2 separate regions of the Mus musculus genome follow, and region 2 is linked to region 1. The links are chromatin contacts, called in public HiChIP or PLAC-seq maps. All regions are on one chromosome and are shown on one strand. The core of a region is the stretch at or near the end of the contact, and the rest is flanking DNA. Distances in the headings are between cores, read along the strand shown.

Region 1 (6,248 bases), core at 1,954-4,453:
GCCTTAGTCAGAGTCCTGGCTCCATCACTTCAAGGCTGTGCCATCTGAGTAAGATACTGACCTCCTCAGAGCCTGAGCTGCTTCACAAAGACTCATGTGCCATTGCTGACAGGAGTCACTGAGTCATGGGAAATTTAGGTCAAAATAAAAAACACTGTACAAATGCGAACTTGTTACCGCCAACCAACCTAATAATAGTTACCTAGTTTCTTTTTTTATTCCACAACCAGAGAGAAATAATTTCTCCCCCGCCCCACACATAACGTTTTTATTGATTCTCTGAGAGTTTCACATCCTGCACCTTGATCACAATCCTTTCTATGTAGACATTATTTTCTTAATGTTTTAAAACCTTTCTAGAGAAATATTTACATTTCATTCTACACTACAGAACAAACCCAAAGGGAATTGATTATCGGTTAGGTCCTTAGTCTATTAACCCATGAAAAGCTTTAATTTTTGGGTGTGTGTATCTCGTATGTGTGTGTTGTGTGTTCTGAAGTATATTATGGGATGTATGTTGCATGCACACAAGTGTGCAGGTGCATGCACACGTGGAGGTCAGAGGCTGGCCTTTGTCTTCCTCTGTTACTCTCTGACTTACTAACCTTAAGACCGTGTCTCTCACTGACCCGGAAGCTTGCTCTCTCAGCTAGGCTGACTGGCCAGTGCACTCTCGGGATCCACCAGTCTCTGCCTCATGATGCTGGGGTTACAGGCAAGTGAAGACAAGACCCCTCTTTCCGCGAGTGATAGGTCCTCATGCTTTCAAGAGAGTGTTCTTACCCACTGAGCCGTCTCCCTGGCCCCAGTTTTTATTGATTACAGTTTAACTTCTTTAAACTGTATCTCACCTTTCACAAATCGCTGACAGTTTAAGGAATAAAGACTAGGGAGAGGGTTCGGTGGACAAGAGCACTTTCTGTGAAAACGAGGAGCAGAGTTCAAATCCAAATCTCTAGCACTCATAAAAAGCTGAGTGTGGCGGGGCAGGCCTAGAACTCCAGCCCAAGGGGAGATGGAAGATCCTTGGAGATCATTGAGAGACCTTGCATTGATGTAATAAGGCAGCGAGTAAGAGAGGAAGATAGCCCAATATCTGCTTGTGGCCTTCACATGTGTGCATAGCTGCATATAACACACACACACACACCCCTGTGCACACAAGGCTAGAGAGGGCTTTTGCAGGAAAGCTGTGAATGCTGAATTTGTGGGAAAGGCTCACTGTCGAATGCTGCCATTGTTCTGAGGCAGGTTTACCCTGCAGAACATGCTGTCTCAGAAAGGAAAGCCCTCGAATGAGCTGACACAGAGGGGCGGGAGTTAGGGCAGAAATGATGATGACTAAGCGGATGTGGTAGCCTGGACGGGAAGCATTTCCCAGGGTAGAGACTGTGCTGTGTAGGACAGCCACACGCGCATCCAGGCAACATGCTGCTGCTGCTGCTGCTTTAAAGACAAAGCTGATGTCAAAAATAAATGCTTGCTCTCCTAGCAGTTCGCTCTCCTGATATTTCCCGGTGTTAGGAAGTTGCCTGTGAATCCTCCCTCTGGCTGTCATTCAGTTTGTGATGAGAAAAACACAAAGAGTGTAATTGTTCTCAGTGTAATTTTCAAATGTTTCTTTAATGACAGCCTTTAGGCCTTTCAATTTAGACTTTTCTCATGAGAACTTAAACAGGGGACCAAGCTCCCAAATCAAGAATATATGTGGAGAAGGTGAGGGTGTGTTTTGAAATTTTTCATGGAATTCTAATGATGGGAATTTTATTGGCCTGGTGGAGAAACTTAATTTTAATAATACAGTTAGAAAATGCAGTATGAACTAGAAATTAGCTTAATAAAAATTCTTGAAGTTTAATGAGGATTAGGTTTTCTTTACAGGCTCAGTGTGCCTTGCTCACATTAAAATAAAATAAAATAAAATAAAATAAAATAAAATAAAAATCACTTTGAAAGAGAGGTCTATTTAAATATGTGAACGTTTCCTTGGTTTGTTTTTTATAACTGATTACCCAGTTGTTGTTAAGGTGGGGTTCCAATGGTGGTGTCTAACCTGGCCCCTTTTACGACAGGGAGTTGACTTTAAAGGCCATGGAAGGGCCAGGCACACCTTTTGATAGATACACACAGCCAGGAGAGAGGTAGCCGGCTGGTACCCAGCTGAGCCTGGCCTAGAGAACCATGGTGTGTGAGTCCGGAAGACAGAAAGCTCCACGGTTCCTTCCATCTTTGCTCTTGCTTGGCTGCTGCTGTTCGTCTTGTGCTGCTCGTCTCTGCTCTATCTTCTTCTCTTTCCATTGTCATTCTCGACTCCCCTGCATCTACTCCCGTGTCCTTGGGTGCACCCCGACCCTGGGTTGTGACCTTTCTGCAGGCAGACTCGGAGATTAAGATTCCATGGCTCCGTGCCCCTCTCTCACCTTAGTGTCCAATTAAAATTCCCAACAGCAGGATTCTCACCGCCTCAACCTATCCCCATCTGGGCACAGCCCAAATGTGCCCTGGCTACCGACCAGCGTGGGCGTACGGCTGTTTCTCCAAAGACTGGTTACTTCTGGCAGCAGTGATGGCTACTAAGGGGAGCCACAGGGTTCAAAGCATGTTGGGGAAGGCCTCTCGGAGCAAAGGTCTTCTGAGAAAAGACTGAGAAGGGGGAGCTCGCGTGGAGTACAGAGTGACTGAGGCCCTGTCGGGTTTTATTTTCAGGGTGCTGAAGAGCCTAAACTAAAGTGGGAACACATCACAACCCTCATCTCGAGCCTCAGAGAGTTTGTGAGGTCCACTGACCGAAAAATCATAGCCACTACACTGTCCAAGCTCAAGCTGGAGCTGGACTTCGACAGCCACGGCATCAGCCAGGTGCAGGTGGTCCTCTTTGGCTTCCAGGATGCGGTAAGTGCACGGGCCGCCATTTCCCCACAAACTCTGCTCAGGGTCGGTTGGTTATAGAAATGGGATACAGTTCAAATTCTGTTCCCTCTCATTTACTCGGTAAACTGCATTCTCTTCGGATGACAGATGTGAGGTATTTATTGAGTTCCCTCAAAGATAAGAGACTCACACAGCTGAACCACCATGGGAAACAGCAAGGCTTACAGACATTCATTCCCAAGACTGGGTTTCTCCTTAGGATCATGTGTGGGCCTCTAAAGCATAGTGCACATTAGTCGTGTTTTGTAATGCTGAACAAGAAGTGCCATCTAGTGGCCACTGAGAGAAATGCACTGTTACACCTGGGAATGCTCAGTGTTGAAATGCTCTCTCTCCCCTCAGCCCCCAAGGCTTTTCTCTGGTTTCCATATAGGACATTCTTAACAAGTTCATTTCGTAAATATCCACTATTTTCCCACCATAAATATAGTTTGGAAAACAGGCAGTTGGTGAGTGGAAACTACTCGTGATCTAATGAGAGATCACTGACAGTCTTATGCAAGACAAACCAGAAGTTATTCTGCAAGTCTGATTCAAAATAGACCTTTGTAAGCCACTGTCAGACACACAAGGTATGGGAGGCAGGAAAAAATATCTGGTGGTGCCTGTATGCAAATATAAAATTGCACTGTGTGGTTTTATTTAAATGTTTAATATTAACTTGTAATGTATTACTCCTGTGTTAGGTAGTTTCTTGACATTTGTATTTGAAACAAGAAACAATCCTCCATTCCAAACTGAATCTTCATCCTTCCACAGTCACTGGTGTTCTGAGTGGAAACGACTTGGTGTTTCTGCTGTGTGAAGAACAGGAACAAGATTCTCCTGACTGGACCGAGGTCCTAGAGAATCCAAGCAGGGCCTGTCACTAATATTAAATGCTAAGGCATGCTTACACTGCAACTATGGCAACCCAGCCATCTACCATCCAGTGCAACGATGTAGCTGATTTGTGCCTGCCCACACATTGGCTTCTGGGCAGGAGGTTGGGGAGAATTCAGAGTGAGAGCTAGTTAGCTGTAATCCTGAGCCTTGGGCCCAGGTCAGACATAGTCATGCAACTCGCTCAACCCAGTTTCACTCCTGGCCTGTCAAGTGCTCTTGTTGGGTAATACGCTGTGTAATGCGGCAGTGAGCAATACGCTGTGTGATGAGGGGATGTGCAGGGGGGCCATGGCTATGAAGGATTCACACTTGAAATACTCCCATGTTCTAAGTGATAGCCTGGTTAGACACATAAGCAGGCAGATCCATTTAAGAAATGGAGGTACTGCAAGCTCACTCTGAAAGAATCCCCTGGAGCAAGTGAGGTCCAAGAAGTAGTTCATTTCCTTGGGAGCAACTGCTATGCGAAAGGCCTCAGGCCGGCTCTCTCCTAAACCGGGTCGTTTGGATGAGGCTGGACCAATGGAAAGACTGAGCTGCTGTCATTCTGACTCTTGGCACGAGTTTGGAGCTCAGCCACCATTTTCCAGCTTCCACCTGGTTCTCTAACCGCAGCCCTGCTTACATAGGTGACATTGTGAACCGGGAAGAGTGACCCAATCCAGATGTTAAGGGAATTCTGTCCAACCTTTAAAAAGGAAATTCTGGCACAGGTTATAAATGTAGATGAGTCCTAGGAATGTCATGCTAAGTCAAACGGGATGGTCTTTAAAAACGACCAGAGAATTCATCCTCTGACTTTGGGGAGGTTCCCGGAGCACAGACCACAGGGATGGACGCAGGTCAGGTGTGCAGCACTGTTGGGTGAGAGCTGAGATCGGACTGAGTCCCGAGTTCCAATTCTATATGAGAAAGAGGCCTAAGGATGGACGGCGAGGACCTTCACACAGTAACATGGGGGTACATAGTGCCTCGGGTGGTTGAAATCACTAATTTTATATTATTAAGACTCATCTGAGCAAATGCAAGTGATTAACATTGGAAGTCTTATATTCTGTGTGCTTCACAGTAGGTTTTTGAAAGAACAGAATGGTAGGGTGTATAACTGTTTAAATGGGTGGGACATTTACCAGTCATAGTAAAAAGTTATCTTTACAACAATCATTTTTTTATGTGACTGGGCTTTCTGGAATATTCTAGCAGATTATTCCCCTATATCAGCATCAGCAACAGTTGCAGGAAAAGAAGAAAAAGATCAGATTTGCCAACATGCACGTTGTGCGTGGATGCTAATTTATACTCTCTTCCCTTGATTTTTCCAAATCGTGGATGTGCTCAGGCTTTGTCTGTGTTACATGGCGGTCAGGACCTGGCAGGGTGAGAATTGTCTATTGAAAACCTCTTGAACTCTCCCTGCTTTTACACTTTCTGCAGCTGTTTTAAGTGCCACAACTGTAGCCTTCCTCTTTCTCTTCCTCTTCCTTATGCATATGCCCATGCATATAAACACATAGACACCTTGCAGGAAGAGAATAATAGTAATAAATAATGTAAAAAATTAACATAGACTAAAGGTCACTGTCTTTCCAGGTCAATAAAGTTCTTCGGAATCATAACATCAAGCCACACTGGATGTTTGCCCTGGACAGCATCATCCGAAAGGCTGTGCAGACTGCAATTACCATTCTGGTTCCAGGTCAGAGCTATTTACTTACTGTGCAAAGATAATTAGTGCTTGTATACTCTGGGTTGGTCTGCCTCTGCCATTTCATTTCTGGTTTTCTTCAGTGTTTTTAAGAGCCCTTGTTGCCTTTAAAAAAATCATTTCTGAGTTGCTATCTTACTTTTCTTTTGCTCTGATAATGCCATGACCAAAGCGACACATAGAAGGAAGGGCTTATGTGGGCTTTCAGCTCCAGAACAGTAGCAGCCCAGCACCACCACCACCGTGCTGGGGAAGCATGCCAGAGGGCAGCCATGACAGTTGAACCCGAAAGCCAAGAGCTCTCATCTTAAATCACAAGCACGAAGCAGAAACAGCAAACTTGAAGTGGCTCAGGTCTTTAAACTCTCAGAGTCTGCTCCCAGTGGCCACGCCTCCAACCTCCACCACACCCCCTAAGCCTTCCCGAATGAGTGTCACCAGTGAAAGACCAGGCACCCAATTACATGAGCTTATGGGGGTTGAGTATTCTCATTTTAATCATCACAATCACCAAATAACGTTCATTCAGTGATCCAGTGTATACAAGTTTACACCGATAACACCGTTCACCATTAGTGAGGAGATTTGCTTTAGGCAGCATGCTAAGACGTGAAGGAAAACTAGAAGCTGTAAGATGTCCCGAATAGCTGTGAATTTCAATGTGTAGATATCTGTGCCCTCGTCACTGTTTTTAACCAGTGAGTGTCAGCTCTTCCCAAAGTCA
Region 2 (5,684 bases), core at 1,486-3,985, 140 kb after region 1:
GCCCTTCAAAGCTGCACACTCTAGAAACCCAGTGGACCGACCAAAACTCTTTGTAACACCGCCTGAGGGCTCTGCACGAAGGAGGACCATTCATGGACTAGCGGTAAGTGGTGTCTGGAGAAGCCGGTGTGTGGGAATCGGTGCTGTGTCTCTGCAGAGTGGGCTCTGCCCTAAGGTGGGCTCTGGGTACAAGATCAGGTGACAGCTACACATCACCCCACCCATTATAAACCCAGCTGGCTGTGTACCTCTACCCCTCACTGCCTCTCACTTGGGGATTTTGCTCTCCCTACACATTTGCAACTGTTCTTCACTCAAGCACTAATGAGTGGCAGACCTATTCTGCTGGGACCTTTATACAAATAAGTGGTTGGGAAACATTTTCAAGGTCAGAAATTATGTTGCCTTTGAAGAAAAATAGACCTGGCTTGCAGCCTGGTCTCAACCATAAAGCTGGCCCAACACTGAAGGTAGCTTACTCAAACGGGTATGCATGTCTATGTATGCCTGCCACAGCCCATATCTTAAAACACCATGAAGGATTTGGAAACAGTTTTTGTTCAGTAGGTACCTCTTGTAAGGCATATATATATATATATATATATATATATATATATATATACACCTCAAGTGTTTAAAGTGAAGGATAGATAATATCTGTACCCTAACCATGCTGTAAATGGAGCGAGGTCATCTGTCTCTTTGAATCCTTCATCTTTGTTTAAACTGTGAGCTTATGCGCTGTAGTTGGGAGATGTGAACATTGTTCTATGGCTTTGAACTTCAGTCATGATGTCCCCAATCCACCACATGTCACTGCTTGCTTGGCAGGGATGATGTGACCCTGGTTGTAGAGGCTAGAACTTTAAAAACAAAATAAAAACAAACAAAATTGTGTCGACAGAGCAATTCTCGTGTTTAAAGCTGATGGATGCTTTAAAGAGTTCTGCTTCGAGGTGTGTCTGAGGACTGAGCGAGGGTGAGGATTCTGCCTAAAGGAAATGTTTTTGTGAGCCACTTTAGGCATCAGTGCAATTCACACCTGAGACAAGCCTCACAGCCCTGTAGCCAAAGGGGAGCCTACCTCTGATGTCCGTGATCGCTCTCTTCATTAGCTTCATGATGCTTTGGAGATCCTAGCTTCAGACAGAAAGTGACAGTGAACACTTAGAGTGCATGCGCAGAGGGGGAAAGTGGGTACTGAAGGGAAAACACTTAACGTCAGGTAGGAGGAGGACTGTGGCCAACCGTCTGTCACCCTTTGAGCTTTGGTGGTTCTGTCTGTTGATGCCTTCCTGTGTGTGATCAACTAGACTTTCATTGCCTTGCGATCAAGTAGTTAGGGACTGCTACTGTCAGGGAAATGATGTTTATATCTGCATTGTGGAATCAGGACTGGTTAACTGTATTGAATACCTGGAAAGTAGCTAATGGTATAGATGGACTGAATATTTAATTTTTGAAGTGTGTAGAGACTAGGGATATGGCTCAGTGTGTAAAGTGCTTGATGTGCAAGTGTGAGAGGCTCAGACACAAGCATGAAAGACGAGTTTGGCCTCATGGCTGTAACTTCAGCATTGGGGTGTAGACGGCTTCAGCGTTGGGGATCCATGGGCTTGCTGGCACTGACCAGCTGACATGGCCAGTAAGAAACCTGTCTCAAAATATTAGGAGGAGAAATGGCTGAGGAAGGCACGAGCCTATGACTTCTATCCATGGGTAGGCACAACACACACCAAGACTGGAGTTGCAGAATAACATTAATCTATATAAGTGTCTGAAGAAGTGCCAAACTGTTTTGCCTAGTGACTGTACCGTTCTGCATTCCTATCATTCATGCAAAAGGAGTCCAGTTTCTCCACGACAACACTTGCTATTTTCTGTATTTGTTTTTATAATATCCAATTTACTAAACATGAGTGATATCTCATGATTTTGATTTGCATCTCAGCATGGCACATTTTTGTAGACTGTAGCAGCTAGTAAGTGTTTGGAGAGATGTTTACCAAAGGCGTGTGTGTGTGTGTGTGTGTGTGTGTGTGTGTGTGTGTATCACTGATGATCCAGCACAGGCCAGCTTTACATCCAGTAACAAAATGTTGCATTGTGGGAGTTATGTGTTTATTCTAGATAATGGCTCCTGGCCATATAGGTATAGGCTGCCTGTTCAGTCTTTTGTGACTTTTGACCTATAGAAAATTTTGTTTGATGTTCATGTGCTGTTTTTTTTGTTTTGTTTTGTTTTGTTTTTTGGGGTTTTTTGTTTGTTTGTTTTTGTTTGTTTTTTATGCCTGTGCATTGGGTCCATAAATTAAGTAACCGGTTCCATGATATGAAACTTTTTTGGATGTCAGCCCCTTTTACAGTTTTAAGACTCAATCCACTTTAAGTTCATGTTTGTTGTGTAAAGGAAGAGTCCAGTTTCACTGTTTTTCCTGTAAATATACTACTTCCTCGCTAACATTTGCTGAAGACTGTCCTTCCCTTGTTGAGTGGTCCCAGGCTCTATGGTTTCTAGACTTTATTCTATTTGTTTGGTCTACATGCCAATACCATGCTACTTGAACTGTAGCCTTAAAATATATTTTAAAATCAGGAAATGTGAGCGGTTCTTCTCCAGATATTGTGAAGTCCCTGCATGCTGGTCGGCGGGCAGCCGGGTTGACTTGAGCGTTGTGTGTGCACTCAGCAGTGTGGAAAGGGTTCAGAGTAAGGATGGTTGTAGCACTTGCTCCTCATTAACTCACACCAGCATGGAGTCCACAGGGTGCCTTTGTGGGTGTGCTGCGCAGACAAGTGGCTGGATGTAAGGCAACAAAAGAATTGAAAAGAGAAGGACAGAGCCCCAGTTTGGGCTCTCATGGCCTTTGTCTCACTGTCACCTTGATGAGACTGTCAAGGGCATAGGCCCATTCCCCGGGCCCTGACCCAGGAAACCCAAATGGGCAGAGTTAGCCCCAAGTGCCTCACATTGCACTTCTGTCTTTCTCTTTCTGTCTTTCCCACCCAGCTCCTTGATCTTATTTAAGCCACATCAAAATGTTTCTACAACCTACACGTGGTAGCACACACCTTTAACCCCAATACTCTGGAGACAGAGGCAGGTAGACTCAATGAGTTCAAGGCCATCCTGGTCTACACAGTAAGTTCCAGGACAGCCAGAGACCCTGTCTCCAAACACACACACGCACACACACACACACACACACACACACACACACACTCTCTCTCTCTCTCTCTCTCTCTCTCTCTCTCTGAGCCAAGAGATGGGCCAGCCACAGGTAAAGGTACTTGCTGGCAAGCATGATAATCCCAGTTCATCCCGAGCCTGCAGGCTGGAAGGAGAAAACCAACTCTGACGTTCACAAGTTGTCCTTAGACGCAACACAGGCATACACTCACAGAGGAATAAGCAAATAAGGAAATAAATGAATGTGTGTTTTAAAACTTTGTTAAAGGAAGAAGAAAGGACTTACTTTGCTACTTTAGCATCTCCCTTAGGAAGAAAGGTGGTCCCTCCTCCCTAGTTCCAGTCTTCCCGATGCTTGTCTATCTACCACTGAGGAGGGAACCCATCTAGTAGCTGCGCCTTTTACCACCCAGAGACTGCACCCGTCCTTCAAGGCCCCACCTGCCTTTGAGGAGTCAGTTGGGGCAGAGGGTGGCCTTGCAACTGGGTTGATCCAGACATGGCCCCCACAGCCATGGGAGGATCTTCTTTACCCTCAGTTCTTCTGTGGTAGGAACTCAGCAGAGACAGTGGAGACATCAGAGGTTTCCTCCACTGGTAGCCCAGTCAGCCAGCCCGGAAGGTGGGAGAAGCAGTTTGAGGAACTCAGTAGAGAAGGAGCGGGAGCACTGTGATTGTTCACTGGCAGCCTGGCTGGGTGACATCTACCTGTCCCTGGTTCCTTGTACTGGATTAGCCAGAGGTCCCCGGCTAGCATCCTCCTCGGTCCTCTCTTCTCACCCCGTATCTCCTCCTCCCTCCCTTCCTCAGCCTGAGATTCTTCAAACACGGAGCTTCCTCTTGCTCCCTTCTGTTTTCTCCCCACTCTTGCCTTTTGACTTCAGAACCTTGGAACACATCTCTGGTCTTCTCTTCCTACGTTTGGCCAGATCTCTGGCTGAGCGCTAGGCAGTCATCATGGAGGGCTGGTGTCTCCGCTCACTGTTGGAGCTCTTTCTAGGAACACACGACCTACACTTCCTCACCTGAGCCCCACTTTCCTTGTAGAGTAAGGGGACCCTTATGTAAGGACTTATCTACAAAAGTCACATAAAAGGTGACCGTGTATCTGAAATACCAGACATGTGAGTAAATGATGGAGCGATGGTATATTCCAAAACAGAAGAGAACTGCTAAAGAATAGAAAAGTAGAACATGTGCTTAAAAGTAGTGTGGCTCAGTAGTAGGGCACTTGCCCAGTATGACGCCTGAGGTTTAATCCTCAGTATGGCAAAAAGAAAAATGACAAAATTTAAAACAAAAGGAACATCTGTAGAGATAAGGTAAAGTAATTCCAGGTAATGTTAGACAGAAAGCAAAGGTGCTTTTTAAAAGTTTATACTTTTTTGTTGTTTGTTTATTTTTTTTGAGATTATAATTACATCATTTCCCCCTTTCCTTTACTCCCTTCCAACCATCTCTCAGATCTTCTTTATCCTGCCATCTGTGTTGGCTCAGTTATGTACTGTTCGATTGTTAGCAGACAGGCGCCTTGTCCTGCAGTGGCGTGGATATATGACGTAGTTTAGAAGTTGTCTTAAATTCTTAAAAACACTAAGTGGTCTGTAGTTTGTCGTTGGATATCGTTAATATGAAAATTCTAATTACTGAGTTTCTCTGAACCAGAGCCATAAAAGAGAGCGAGAAAGAGAACACGTTCCCTTCCACGTTTCCCCGGGCGCCCGCAGGACTCTGTCTCCATCTAATCTCAAAGCGAGGTCACCGGCTCCAGCCCGCCTTTGGTGAGTGTGGCGGAGGTGCATGGGAAGGCCCACCATGGAGAATTAGCTTCTGTCCTCACTGCTTGCCTTTGACTTTGGGGACCGCAAGCTGTCTTTTAGCAAAAGGAGAAAGGATCGTTGAGCTGAGTCTCACTAGCCACTCCTTTTCCACATTTATCACAAACAGAAAATCCTCCTATCAGAACGTCTGCTTGGTTTTACATGTGTGGGTGTTCTGGGGTCTGGTAAGATGATCCTGACCTACTCATTGTCTTTGTCTTCTTTGGCCCAGGCTCCCATCCAAGTCCATGCCTCATCTGCCTGGTACTCCCCGGCCTGCATCCTCCTTGCCTCCCGGCTCAGTCAGAGCTGCTTCCGCTCAGGCCCCCTCCTCCTCTCCTGGCAACATCCGGCCTGTCAAGAGAGAAGTGAAAGTGGAGCCTGAGAAGAAAGACCCTTTACCCGCAGTAAAGAGCAGGGTGCCATTAGTGAAGGTAGAGGAGGTCACAGTCGAAGAGGGGACACCCGTGAAGCCACCTGAGCCTGGTAAGAATGGACCAGCTGGTGCTGGGATGTGGGCCGGTGTTCTCTGTGCTCGCCCTGTTCATGAATGGTTTTATTTAACTCCTTTTTCACTCCTGGGTATTGGAAATTCATATTCTCACTCTTTCTTTTCTCCTCCCCTTTCCCCTCTCTCCTCTCTCCTCTCTCTCCTCTTTCTCTCTCTCCCTCCC

The links. HiChIP or PLAC-seq counts read pairs in DNA pulled down with a chosen protein or histone mark.
Region 2: an H3K27ac HiChIP or PLAC-seq map of embryonic stem cells shows a contact between it and region 1, with 6 read pairs. The contact joins two enhancer-like sites. A contact is called at or near these places in 1 of 484 Hi-C or Micro-C datasets (embryonic stem cells), 2 of 115 datasets of contacts at active chromatin or transcription factors (acute myeloid leukemia and embryonic stem cells) and 2 of 9 other capture datasets (adipose tissue and pancreatic islet).

What each region holds. Positions count from the first base shown.
Region 1 is chr10:20,122,243-20,128,490 of GRCm38.p6, forward strand. Map3k5 (mitogen-activated protein kinase kinase kinase 5) reads left to right here. Exons shown (of 30, transcript NM_008580.4): 24 at 2,710-2,895; 25 at 5,410-5,515. Among named protein-coding and RNA genes, the nearest start is that of Map7, 46 kb to the right of the region's middle. Within about 2 kb of position 3,204, at least 27 of the 459 cell types and tissues checked have an H3K27ac peak or open chromatin away from gene starts, as enhancers often do. A contact at or near this core is called in embryonic stem cells, where this site is marked.
Region 2 is chr10:20,261,881-20,267,564 of GRCm38.p6, forward strand. It overlaps Map7 (microtubule-associated protein 7), which reads left to right. Exons shown (of 18, transcript NM_001358787.1): 8 at 1-103; 9 at 4,856-4,971; 10 at 5,243-5,496. Among named protein-coding and RNA genes, the nearest start is that of Gm48249, 22 kb to the right of the region's middle. Within about 2 kb of position 2,736, at least 6 of the 459 cell types and tissues checked have an H3K27ac peak or open chromatin away from gene starts, as enhancers often do. A contact at or near this core is called in embryonic stem cells, where this site is marked.